Linked DNA regions of Urocitellus parryii: region 1 is linked to region 2. The links are chromatin contacts, called in public Hi-C maps. All regions are on one chromosome and are shown on one strand. The core of a region is the stretch at or near the end of the contact, and the rest is flanking DNA. Distances in the headings are between cores, read along the strand shown. Region 1 holds the start of Epc1 (enhancer of polycomb 1). Region 2 holds the start of Kif5b (kinesin family member 5B).

What was found. A called contact is a pair of places that touch in the nucleus more often than the background predicts.
Region 1: a Hi-C map of muscle shows a contact between it and region 2, with 4 times the contacts expected there. The contact joins the promoter of Epc1 here to the promoter of Kif5b in region 2. A contact is called at or near these places in 2 of 2 Hi-C or Micro-C datasets (liver and muscle).

What each region holds. Positions count from the first base shown.
Region 1 is chr9:52,256,044-52,262,605 of mUroPar1.hap1, forward strand. Epc1 (enhancer of polycomb 1) reads right to left here and starts at 5,157. Exons shown (of 14, transcript XM_026405172.2): 1 at 4,732-5,157. The coding sequence starts at 4,884.
Region 2 is chr9:52,055,655-52,061,752 of mUroPar1.hap1, forward strand. Kif5b (kinesin family member 5B) reads right to left here and starts at 3,815. Exons shown (of 26, transcript XM_026405164.2): 1 at 3,217-3,815. The coding sequence starts at 3,342.

The DNA.
Region 1 (6,562 bases), core at 3,907-6,406, 200 kb after region 2:
AAAAATTCCACTAGTGATCATGAATACCCACAAAACACCTTTAAATACATAAGCCCATTAATTTTTATTATTGCTAAGAAAGCAAAGCCTAAATAATTTGAAATATTAAACTATATACTGAAATGGAAGTTAATACTAATACTTTAGGTACCTACACATTTAGATTCTCAAGAGGTCCCTTTTATAGTTAAGTCTTCAGTGTCTTCCTGTGTTGCCTATACTTTTTAAAATATTTCAATTATCCTGTTTCTAGTTACTGTCAGATTGAGACAAAACCAAAAGAACTCCATTTGAAATTTCTAGGACAGACTATCTTAACTCTTGAGCTTTCTGACCTGGCCCATTACTGTTTGCTTGAGGGACAAGTATGAATGTTCCCTCTAGAAAAATATATCACAAAATTTTATATGCACATTGTGCGATCCACCAACTTCCAGAACTATTGTCCCCATAACCCTCAGAACCAATCCCAGCTTAGGAACTTCTACTCAAAAATATCTTAGACAAGTAAAAAGTTGAAGTCAGATTGTCATTTCTGTTATCTTTGGCTTTATCTGGACTGTTTGTTCTTTAAAGCAAAAATCCTAAATACTCTCAATTCCTTTCTAATCCAAAGTATCTGTAGGTTCTTTGTTAAACGTTCCTTCTACTATAACTGAGATTTCAGATATTTCTCTTCACTTCCAAGAGAGTGGACAGAACAGAGAAATCTGGACGGATCTTTATAGCTCCAGATGGAAGAGCTAAAAACTGCGATTTAGAATATTAAAGGTTAAAAAAAAAGTTTCTTTTAAAAATAAGAAATCAAACTTTCAAGCTTATCACTTAAAGCAATTTAAACTTGCTTCTATGAAACTGAAAAAGTAGATTTTCATAAAAATTTAAAAAATTTTGGAATATGTGCACATTGCCACTTTAGCCCTCATAAAAGCAAAACAAAAAGAAACCTCCTATCAACTTTATAAAGTCCTTAACTTGGACTCAATAACACTGTATACTGGGCCAGTAATGAAGGAGACAAAAGGTAGGAGTGTAAGCCTATCTTGTCCAGTTAGAACCTTATAAAGGTAAGCTGTCACATTTTGATAGCTAGACCCTGCTTCTGAATTGGTTGATATCATACTTCACATCTCAAATACATCAAATATCATAAGTCTCTATTCCTCACAAATGGAAACATACACCCAATACAACCCAGTGAAAAATGTTACATTGAGCATAAGTCACTCCAATTTGTTAAACAACACTTTAAAAAGAACTTTTTAAGATGTATCCCAAAGTGGTATTATCATAATGGAGGATTTAACTTAAAGCTCCAATTTTAATCAAAATAAGTCAATTTAAAAAAATCTGAAGCTGGGCGTAGTTGTGAACATCTGTGATCCTAGTGACTCAGGTGGTTGAGGCAGGAGGATGGCAAGTTCAAGACCAGCTTCAGCAATTTAGACCCTAAGCAACTTAGTGAGAATCTATCTCAAAATAAAAAATGAAATGGGTTGGGGATGTATCTCATTGGTAAAGCCCTCTGGATTCAAGTACCAATACCAAAAAACAAAGCAAAACAAAACAAATCTCATAGGTCTAATCTTTTTAGCAATGCACATCCTTTCAAATAAATGTAAAACTGTGGCAATAAATAGCATAAAGATAATAAAATTAACTTTATGAAGTTAGAAATGATAAATTATAATGGGACATCTGCCTCCAACTTAACTTTTTGTTCAATACTCAAAGGGACTCATTTATTTCATAGAGGTGATGATGGTCCACTGTTTCTCAATCATTTAAAATTTGTACCTGTAATTCATTAATACCAGGTTTTCATCAAATTATCTTTTGGATTAGCAACTTACAACTTACTTCATTGAATGAATTTAAATATTTGCACCCTAACATCAGGATCCAGGTAAGTCCTTCAATTGCTTATAATCTAGTTATTTTTCAATTCTACTACAATAATAAAAATAAGTTCTAAAGTTGAGTAATGTTTTTCATTTCCAAAAGGCCATGGGCCGGGAAGATGGATGAGGGATTTTACTTAAAACTGTTTTCTTTAAAATTAACAAGCATGACTATTTAGACCAATGTTGTCAGCTTTGATTAAAATAAGCTAAATGGGAGTATAAATTATTAAATCCTTTTCATATGTTAAAGATTTGTACTAAATTCACCACAAATTATAATTATTAGGTATATTTCACATGACAATTTTGCAGATGTATTCCAATAATTAAATGCTTTTTATTAATAAAGTGGTATGTAAAAAACTATCCTCATCTAAATCCGCCCCCATTTTCACGACCAAAGGAAGAATATGCACTTTTGCTAAGCTAAACAGTCAATTCAGGTTCTAGGCTATGGGGAGCTAATAGAAGGCATAATCAATATGTGAAAAACAGAAGTCTGTTTTAATTAACCTTTCCTCTTTATAAATAAGAAGTACTTTCAGTAAACTATGTACAGTTTTTTTTTTCCTAAGGTTTACTTAGAATTCAATTACCTTTATGTTTACTATACATTTTCAACAATGCATAACATGCTTCTTTCAAAATTGTGATTTATATGACCTACCACTAAGGACATGAAACCACAGGATTGTAGAGCAGTTTGTTTACCGGGAACTTTTTACATTCTTCTATTAAGTTTAGTACCTATTCAGCTTCACTGATCATACACAGTTTTGGTTGGTTGGTTGTGAAGTGAAAACTTTTTAAACAGGTGATGGAAAAAGACAGCATGACAGAAGAAAAAAATCCCTATGACCCTCAAAAATGGGGGATCCACATGCTATGACCTAGTGATAGCTACTGTACTTCAGTGAGCAAAAATTATCTGCAAAATTTAACACGCATGATACTTCAGTTGAACTCTGCTCTCATTTTAGGTTGTAGCTCTTGGGACTCTCCAAAATATTCATAGAAGCAAGACTTAACTAAAGTTCTAAAGCATTCTGTATTGCTGTCTTGCTTTAATCAGGTTCTCCCATTCCTTGGCTGCAAAACAAGAACTACAAATTAATTTCCAGGGCAAGGTAACACCAACTCCCTAACTTAAAAGTTATTATCTGTTAAAATTATAAAGAGAAACAAAAATAAAACCAAAAGACAAGATTCTGCAGTCACAAGTACTTTAATTTTAAAAAAACAAATCACTTATTTAAAAATAAACAAATGGCACCATTCTACTCTAAGATCATACAAGTAAAATAAAAGGTACGATTCTCATAGGTAATGTGCTGAAAGTCAGTACTACACTAGACAATCTCAACTACTACATACACTTAACTTATCTGTAAAGTTGGATGCTACTCTCAAAAAGTAACATTTGACTGTCACAACTATTTTATTTTAAAAGGTTAACCAACCCAAAGAGTTTAAAGAGTTTTATTTTCAAAGATAACATTACAGAGCATAGTTTCTACATTAAAAATTCTTACAAAACCAATAGAAGTATTACAGTACAATTTTCCACAACAAATTTGTAGCACACAAGTCCACGCGAATCCTTGACTTCCTTGAACTGTCAATACACTGCACCCTGTTTAAATGGCTGTACCTGAAAACCAAGGTATGCAATTCCTTAGGATTAGAAGTCATCAAGTTATACTGTCAAGGATCTGGGGGAAATGAGAGGAAGATTCTATTATCCTTGTGTCTGAACCCAACTTCCACAACAAGGTAAAGCCATAGCTATGACTGTCAATTAGCTGTAAAGTCATTTAAATATTAAAACCCACCCAATTTAGACATCTCAATGTTAAGATCTCTGAACGAATTCACTTAAGTCCCGTTATGAATTAAAAAGGACCCTCTTTGGTCTTCGACATTTACTTAAATCAGACCTTTTCCCTCCCTTTGAGATATCTGAAAGCAGGCGAAATTAAATTTATTTTACAGATAAAAAATAATAAAGTTGCAGGGCTTTGGAAGAGCCACTTAGTCCAAACAAATCTGCAACATATTTTTCAGGATCAAAGAAAAAGTCAGGGATAGTCGTTTACTATCCTCCGACTAACTGGCACAGGGATTGCATGCACACGTTCCAGAAAGAGGATACTGCAAATAGTAAGTTTTCTATGAAAGTTAAGTCGTCTGGGCAAACACGGAGCATCTCGACATCTCATTCAGGGAGAGGACACCAGCCTCAAATGCCTGCAGTCCGCCTGGCCCGGCCCTCTGAGGCTCCACGTGGGGTTGCACAGAGCCCAACACGCTGTCCAGGCCTCCGGGAAGTGAAACTCCCCGCCGGTGCGCAGAACTGCGCTCCTGGGCGCGGGCAGCGGCGCGGAGGCCACAATGGCCCTAGAGCGCCGCCCAGCGGGCCGCGGAAAAGCTGCAGGCGGGCCCGCGGTTCCCGGCTCGCCGCACCCCCACCGCCACCCAGCCTGTTCCCCTCTCCGGATGCACAAGGCCCAACCCAAGAACTGAGACCACAAAATGGCTGCCGGCAGCCTTGTCACGTGACCCCTTTGTGCCTTTCGGGCCCCCGAACTCCGCGGGGCCCGGGTACAAGTGACCGGGGTCGGCGGGTGGCCTTCGAGGAGGGCCCGCCGGGCCGCGACGGCCGGGGGTCTAGGCCGGGGAAGGCAGGGTAAAGGCCCGGCCGGCGACCGAGAGTCGGCGGCGAAGAGAAGATGGCGGCCATTTTGTGTGGGTCTGCTGCTCCGCCGCCGCCGCAGGCAGCAGAGGAGCGGGGCCTGGCGGTGGGTCGGACAGGGGAGTTAACACGTACCGACTCCTCTTCCTTCTCCATTCCGGTGGGCATCTGCGGCACGGCCCGGTTTATCGAGGCGTATTCGTGCAGGTCGGGCAGATCCTCACAGCGGAAAACCGGCAACGGCTTCGAGGCGTCTAGCGCCCGCGCCCGAAACGACAGTTTACTCATCTCAGGCGCAGCAGATACCTCTCCGCTCTGGGGAAACGGCCCCGGCCAGCGGGATCATGGAGAACCGGGGGTTCGGTCCCCACTCGCGTACCGCTGCCGGGGACTTGAGGGGCGGAGCGCAAAACCCGCCGTCCGGGCACTAACACCAGCCGGGAGGGTGGGAGGCTGTGCCGCTCCGCTCCTCTCTCGCTCGCTCTCTTCAATACGCCATGGCCAACATGGCGGACATTAAAACTCCACTGTGCGCTCTTCAGCCAACCCCAGCCATTCCCCACACTGCATCGCGCAGCGGCGCGGGCACGCGGGGGGGGGGAGCGCGGGCTCGAGGCCGGCGCCGGCACGGAGCGCGCGTCCCGCCAACCCCCGGCGCCCGCCACCTAGCTCCCCGCGCCGGGCTGCCGCGGCCCCCGCCCTCCGCCGGCCGGGGGGCGGCAGGCCTAGGGGGCGGCGGCGCTGGCGGGCGCTCGGACGCCGGGAGCCGGCCTGCGGGTACCGCTCGCCCTCCAGCGCTCAAGCTGCTCGCTCACGCTCGCTCCCTCCCAGCGCCGTTTTCTGACCCGCGAAGGTGTCGGAAAACTGTCTCCACCCGCACGCCGGCTTTTCGAACGGCAGCGGGGGAGAGCTGTTCGGCGGTGCTTTTGCCCCGGAGTCCCGGGCTCGGGCACCGGTGTCATCCCTGCCTGGTGCTTCGAGGGGTCGAGGCCGCCGTCGCCGGGCGTCCGAGGGGCGCTCCGGAGGCGCTGCCCACATCCTACTGATCGCGGCAATTTAGGACTTTAAAATAAAAATGCAAACGAAATCAAGGGCAAAACGTTACTCTGGGTAAACTTTTTAGCAGCAATTATTTTTATGTCATGAAACTTTGGATCATTTTATAGTATCATTTAAGTATCCATGACATTTGATCATTGGTCAGGTTCCCACCCACCCCGCTCATTATAAATGCTATTCTAATTCCGCTCCAAAGTAATTTTTTCCCCTCCAGTTTTACATTTTAACTATTCATGTATACTATTTTATTGTAACTGATGCAAAGGATACGATGTAATCTTTAGAGAAAACATTTGAAGCACGGCCTTCAATTCTAGAGCGAGTTCTTTATATCTACTTGGTGTTTGTATTGGAAGCAAATGCTGTTTCGACCTAGCCACGGATTCACACTTGTCATCTATTCTCTGAACAGCTTGATAAAATTTAATCTTATAAAACCTGTAATGCACTCGCCAATCCCCCCGACTCCCCACATAAGGAAAGGCTGAATTATTATGAGAGATTAGATGATATGATAGATTACTAACATTTATTTGGTTCATATTACATATGAAAATGGGTATCCAGAGATCTCCTTCCAGTGGGTTTAATAAGTTTGGCAGCAAAATTTCAAATGTTCACCCAGAAAAAAAGAAAAAAATTGTCCGCTTTTCCTGCTAAAGGCTACGTAGTAAAAATAATCGTTAAATACTGGTTTTCATATGAGGTGTTATTAGCTTAGGACATACAGGCAAACTGCTATCTTCCAGGTTGGTTTCTAGGTGCCATTAATTATCACCCTTATTACCAAGTGTGCTGTAACAGCACACTTGGGGAAATTCTAGCATACTTTACTACACTTCACCAGGTGGGGGGATGATAAAGAGGTAGATTGCTGTTCTCCAAGATTATTCTAAAATTCCAATAT
Region 2 (6,098 bases), core at 2,565-5,064:
TTTAGGCAAGGAAATGGGCAAGATGATCTAATTAGTATTCTTTTTCTAATTTCAATGAACTACAACAGGTGGTTTTGGGTTCTAGCCAACTTCTATAGTATACCACATAAGAAACTACAATTAGCAATGATTTAATCATGCAAATGAGCATAAGCAGGCACAGAAGTTTTTCTATTGATTTTGTTTTTAGTGTTTTTCAGCAAGCTCATTTGAACTTCCTGTTTTGTGGGTAAGTTCTCTAATTTAAAACAAACTGATTATATTTGTATCATTTTAAAATTTCCATAAAAATCATTCATTTCATTCAATGTAATATTTATAGCACTTCACTAAGCATTTAAATTGCTAATAAATTAAAAGCTGTACAACACAAAGAAAAACACCATAAAATCAAAAGGCTTGCCTGCCATGGGGTAATATTATGTTAAAGTCACTGCTTCCTTGTGTAACAGAATGATATTTACACAAAGTATTAAAAAAAATTAAACTTAGAAGAAAACCAGAATCCTTAAAAATTATTTTCTCCATGAGCACTGTTTATGCTTACAATTCCGTAACATCATAAGCCAAAATACATGTTTTAAATTTTTTAAAATATTTTTTAGTTGTAGACAGATACAATACCTTTATTTTATTTATTTGTGGGTTTTTTTTTTTTTTTTAAATATGATGCTGAGGATCGAACCCAGTGCCTCACACATGCATGGCAAACACTTTACCAACTGAGCTACAACCCCAGCCCACATGTTTAAATTTTTATGTAATGTTTACATACATGTCAAAACTGATCAAACTGCATACTTCAAATATGTGCATTTTATCATACTTCAATTTTATCAATAAGGCGATGAAAAAAATTTTAACTTGAGAACTATTCAGATGTTTTTAAATCACATTTAAGATAAATAAAATAAACCAGGAGATGAATCTCTGGAGATTTTCTAATTTTGTTCCTTCCAGTTGCCCTATGATTGATTGAAAAAACTGAACAAAATACACAATTTTCACATAATAAATGTACCTATTATATGCAAGAAAGCAGTTCCTGAAAATAATGAACTACCCATTCCCTTACACTTTTTAAGGCTATGTAACCGAATCATAATGTATTTTCCCTTATACTTTCTAAAAAGACCAACAAAAGGCTCACAAGTTTATCTAAAGGTGAACAAAATGCTTATTACTGATTCATAAACAAAACACCTATCCTTTACTTCTAATATTTTCATTTATTCCTACTTTGAAAGAAACATAAATTTTCCAAAGGAAATGGCCTAGAATAATGTTTGGTTCCTATGGTAATTATTTGGTTTCTTTTAAGTCTTTCTTCATATTTTAAGTCATATTTGAGCAAAAAAGTTTACTTTCTAACCTAATCATAATAATTTTGTGAGTCCTAGATTTTAGCATTCCAACAAACACAATTCTTATACTCATAGGTTTGTTTAAAAACAAAAGTCTGAAGAGGCAATACAAGTGGGAAAGAAAAAATAGCTATGTTAAGTAAAGCATTGCTGAGTAATCACAAAAACTTAAGAAACTGGTAGCCTCAAGTTTGACAACTAATCCAGGAGTCTCATGCATCCACTCATTCCATGTCAATGCCATGGAAAATATATCCTCCTAAAGGAAAAGGATCACTGTGCTTAACTTCTCCGCCTTGCTATGATGTCATTTATAGCTAGAGTTTTTCTTGCAGACTTGTTAACAAAGAACTGGCTTGACAGTTTTCACACAGCAGCAGTTTGCAGTTATTAGTGACCTAATGATTTTTCTTTTTTTCCCTCAAAAGCCTATTAAGAGGATAAGTTAACACATTCATTTTCTAAAGTTGAACTTTGGAAACCTTCACATTAAAATTCCAAACAAATTCAGTCCTGTTTTCTACATTAATACTTTCAAGTCATCAATGTCTCATCTCCTGTGACCTCTCTGTTCTATTTCCAAATTAAACAGCACAAACAATACACTAAATAAAAAAATGCATTAGAGGAAACAATGTACTAACATATTACAATTGTATACCCTGATAACAATGTAGGAAAAAAAAAGTACTACCACATGACATTACCAAAATAGATGAATTTAATTTTTAGTCATAGTTCACTGTATTGTATGCAATATCTTATTCACATTTAATCTACTAGAACTAAAAATGCTACTTTCTCAGATCTCAAAAAATCCTCACTTCTGGTCTTCCTAAATGATAGTCAAAACTAATTGTTCTACCCGAGGAAAGAACAATGGTTTATTATCTCTGGGATTACCAAAATCAATTTTCTTCAACGTGGACCTTAACTGTATAAATATGAATCCAACAATGGTCAATTGTTACTTTTAAAAAATATCTTTATTTTGTTTATTTTTATGTGATGCTTAGGATTGAACCCAGTGCCTCATATGTGCAAGGCAAGCCCTCTACCACTTAGCCACAACCCCAGCCCTCAACTGTTACTTTTTATAAATTTGTTTTTATTAGTACTTTCTGTCTGATACAGTGGTAACACTTTTTCCTAAACTGCTACCCCATAAAACCGAGTAAATTTGAGAGTCTGAATTTTTCTGACTCTCAAATCTTAATCTGCTTAAATCTACCATAAAATTAAATTGATAATTCCGATTTTAAGGAAGACGATTTCTTTTTACCGTCCTCGATTTTTCACAGTAACTGTTTAAATGAAAAGTCATTCATCTCTCAAAAGATAGGTAGGTGAACATTTGAGACAGGTACGTTAGCTTTCCAAAACTAGTTTTATACTAAGCATCGTAAGAGTTAAGATACATTAGGGCTGGTTTCATGGCTCAATGCTTTAGTTAAACTCGGAATTAATATTACACATTTAATGAATGGTAAATGAGACGGGGGGCATAATCCAAGATACCAACAGCATCAGCAACAGTAGGAGCACAAACACTGGCAAAAGTGCCCTAAGCTCGAGGGTTCCCCCAGAGCCCCAGGTGGGGGAGTGTCCCAGGCTGAGCCTAGGCGCCTCCCATCTCCCCGCGCAGAGGACCCGGGTGGGGACGATCCAGGAATGCCACTGGACTCAACTGAACAGTTTCCACGACTGAGTGATTTGAACCTGCGAAAACCCGCAGGAAAGTGTTCGGGACACCAGTGTTCCCTCTCGATTCTGCACCCCGCCACGTCCCTGAACTCCCAGCCCAGTCAGGCTCCAAGAAGCCGCACGAGAGGTGGGGGCGGGGGTCACTCACCGCGATCATGACCGTGTCTTCTCCCTGAAACTTGGCGATATACTTGTCGCCGCGGTTCACCTCAGACTCGTTGAGAGGTCTGAAGCGACACATTACTTTGATGTTGCACTCGGCTGGGTCCGCCATCTTCCTTGCAGCCCGGGCCAGAGGCCGGGAGCCACTCCCCGCCTCTCAGTCTTGGAGGGAGCGGCCTGACCTGAGGGTCCGGGGTCGCAAGGGACTTGAGAGTCAGCCGTCCGCCGCGCCGCGCCGCGCCGCGCTTCCCCAGGTAGGGGCGGCCGGGGAGCCGGGACTCTAGAAGCCGGCGCCCGCAGCCCTGGCCCCGAGGCTCACTTCCGATCCATCATGGCAGCCATGGCGGCGGCTGTACCCGGTAGACCGGCGGCTGCTCCTTCAGCGTCTCCCTCGCGGGGCTGGGCAGGCTCCTGGAACTGGGGAGATGCTGGGGCCCTAGAAAGTGGCCCTCTCCTTTCTCCCGATAACGAGCAAGTCGGGCCCACCTGTCCGCCCGCGCGGCTGTCCACTTGCCGGCTATACTGCCGGCTGACGCCCGATCCCTAGAGGCCACAGACCGGCGACTGGGCGCCGGGCAGGGTGGCGCTGAGGGGAGGACTGCGCAGGCGCGGTGGCCCGGCCGTCCAGACAACCAATCCCCGCTCGCTTCGCGCCGGCGGCTCAGCTGCCACTCCGGGCGGGGGTCGCAGATTCAAGATCTCTGGAAGTTCAGCGCAGAAATTCCTTTACAATCAGCGGCGGCTGTGTGCGACCAATCCGACCCGCCGCCGAATTCTTTAGACTCTCTCAGCCAACTTTTCTTTGGGAGAGAAGGAGTTTAACTATTAATGTTTTAGTTTAAATACATTTCCAGATCCCTATAAGGAAGTGTTTGCTTTCGTTTTTGCCCTGGGGAAAACATCACCTTTTTAAATCGCGCTTCCAAAAAAGGGAGGTTTGAATGAAGGGTGGGGCATGGCTCTCCTTGACGTAGTTGCTCCTTCTTCAGCTAATAGGTGGGAACCCAGGAGTAAGGGGGGTGTGGGGTGAGATTTCTCCTAAGGAATTAAAAAGGTTGCTGAAGAAATGTGGAGCAGTAGGATGAGATGGAGAGCCCCTCCACTCCCCTCACCCCACAGTTTCTGTCATCCTCAGTTGTCCAGGGCCTAGCATCGCACAGGTGGGTGGCAGCCTCCCAAACCTGCACAGGAGCAGACTCATACATATTCAATCAATCAATCAGGGGTCTTACTTTCCCCCAACAATAGATTTACAGAATTCATCAATCTCAATGAGGGGAGAGGGTTGGGATGGGTATGACTGACCTGTAGCATAAAGATGCTCTTAAAAAGGCCTAGATAAATTTGTGGATTACATGTCTAAGTAATCCACTCCAGAGGCTGGTAATGTAGCTCAGTGGTAGAGCACTTAACAGAGCACGTTTGAGGCCCTGGGTTCGATTTCCACCACTACAAAAAATTATTTTTAGAAGAAGGATACCATATATCTTCTTCATGCGGAAATGGCTCTGGGGTGCTGAGAACTTCAATGACATTTAAAACTCTCCCTCCGGCACTCAGTTTTTGTTTGTAAAATGAAAAATTGGACTATGAAAACCTCCAGTGTCTTCTGTGCTCATCCAAGCATCCTAATACCTCCAGAAATGAACCTATTGTTTTGTAGGTTTAGTTTGACATGCTAAGTGAAGGAGAATTTACACCAGCAGGATGGTGGAGCATCCCACCAAACAAAGGAAAAGGTGGAGTAATCACAGGCCATTGGGGAGACGTGAGGCATCCTGGTAAAATTTAAATGACACAGTGTTTTGAAAGGCCTCATGAGAAACAGAACTATGAGTAAAAGCATCAAATTTAATATAGATGTGAAACCTGCAAATTTAATATAGATGTGAAATGTCTTCAGAAACACCCTTCCCCCCACCCCACCAAAAAAAACCTCTTCACCTATCTTGGAAATCAAGGCTATTTCTCTATATATTAGATTCTCCAGGCAGGAATGTTTTGTTCTGACTGTTGTAATTTGTAACAGTAATTTCTGATTAGTCTATGATTTTAGAGAACAATGTTTCTCAGCAAGAAACCAGTAATCAAAGAAAGAGGTTGTTGTGACACTTTATGGATTCAGCATGTCCTTGAAGGAAATACTTTTCCCTGTTCATTTTGAAACTGTGTTTTTTAGCCCAGTCTGATGGGGTAGATTTTCTTTTTTCTTTTTCACCTCTTCAGTCTTTTTATTCTTCATCTTATTTCTCCATTATCTCTATGTCCTATTACCCTTATCTCTAATTTCAGAAAAATTAAAAAACAGCTATCTCCCTCTTTAAAATTAATTTTCACTTACATCCTGAATTCTAACTCCAATAACTGGATTATACCAATGTTCATCAGCTTCTTATATATTTAATTTCTCCCTTTTCTCAGCTTCCTTGAAGGAAAAACAGGAAACAAATATGCTTAATCTTTCCGTCTTTCAAACAACAACAAAACCTAACACTTTCATTGCTGACTGTTAGTCTCTGTCAAAGATAAAGCCAGACCCTAAAGTGATAAGGACAGATTTTAATCAGTAATAAACTATTGCAATAAGCGTTAAAAATTATAAACAAACAACAATGACAAAAAAACAGGAAGTGGAAGTTGTTTTATGTGAAACCTATTTGAGTTTGTTTACTGGTCATATATAGAGGTTAGGTTTCTACACTTTCACAGATGCTGAGAGATAAGGACCCTATCTTCTGTTGTTTTCTGGTAGTGTTTTCTGTGAAATGTACTTTAAAGGCAGCTGGGGTCATCCTAGGGATGTGTCATTCAGCTATTAGAAGTTATGTTAGTATTTTGTTCAAGAACTTATAGGCCAAGGGTGAGGCC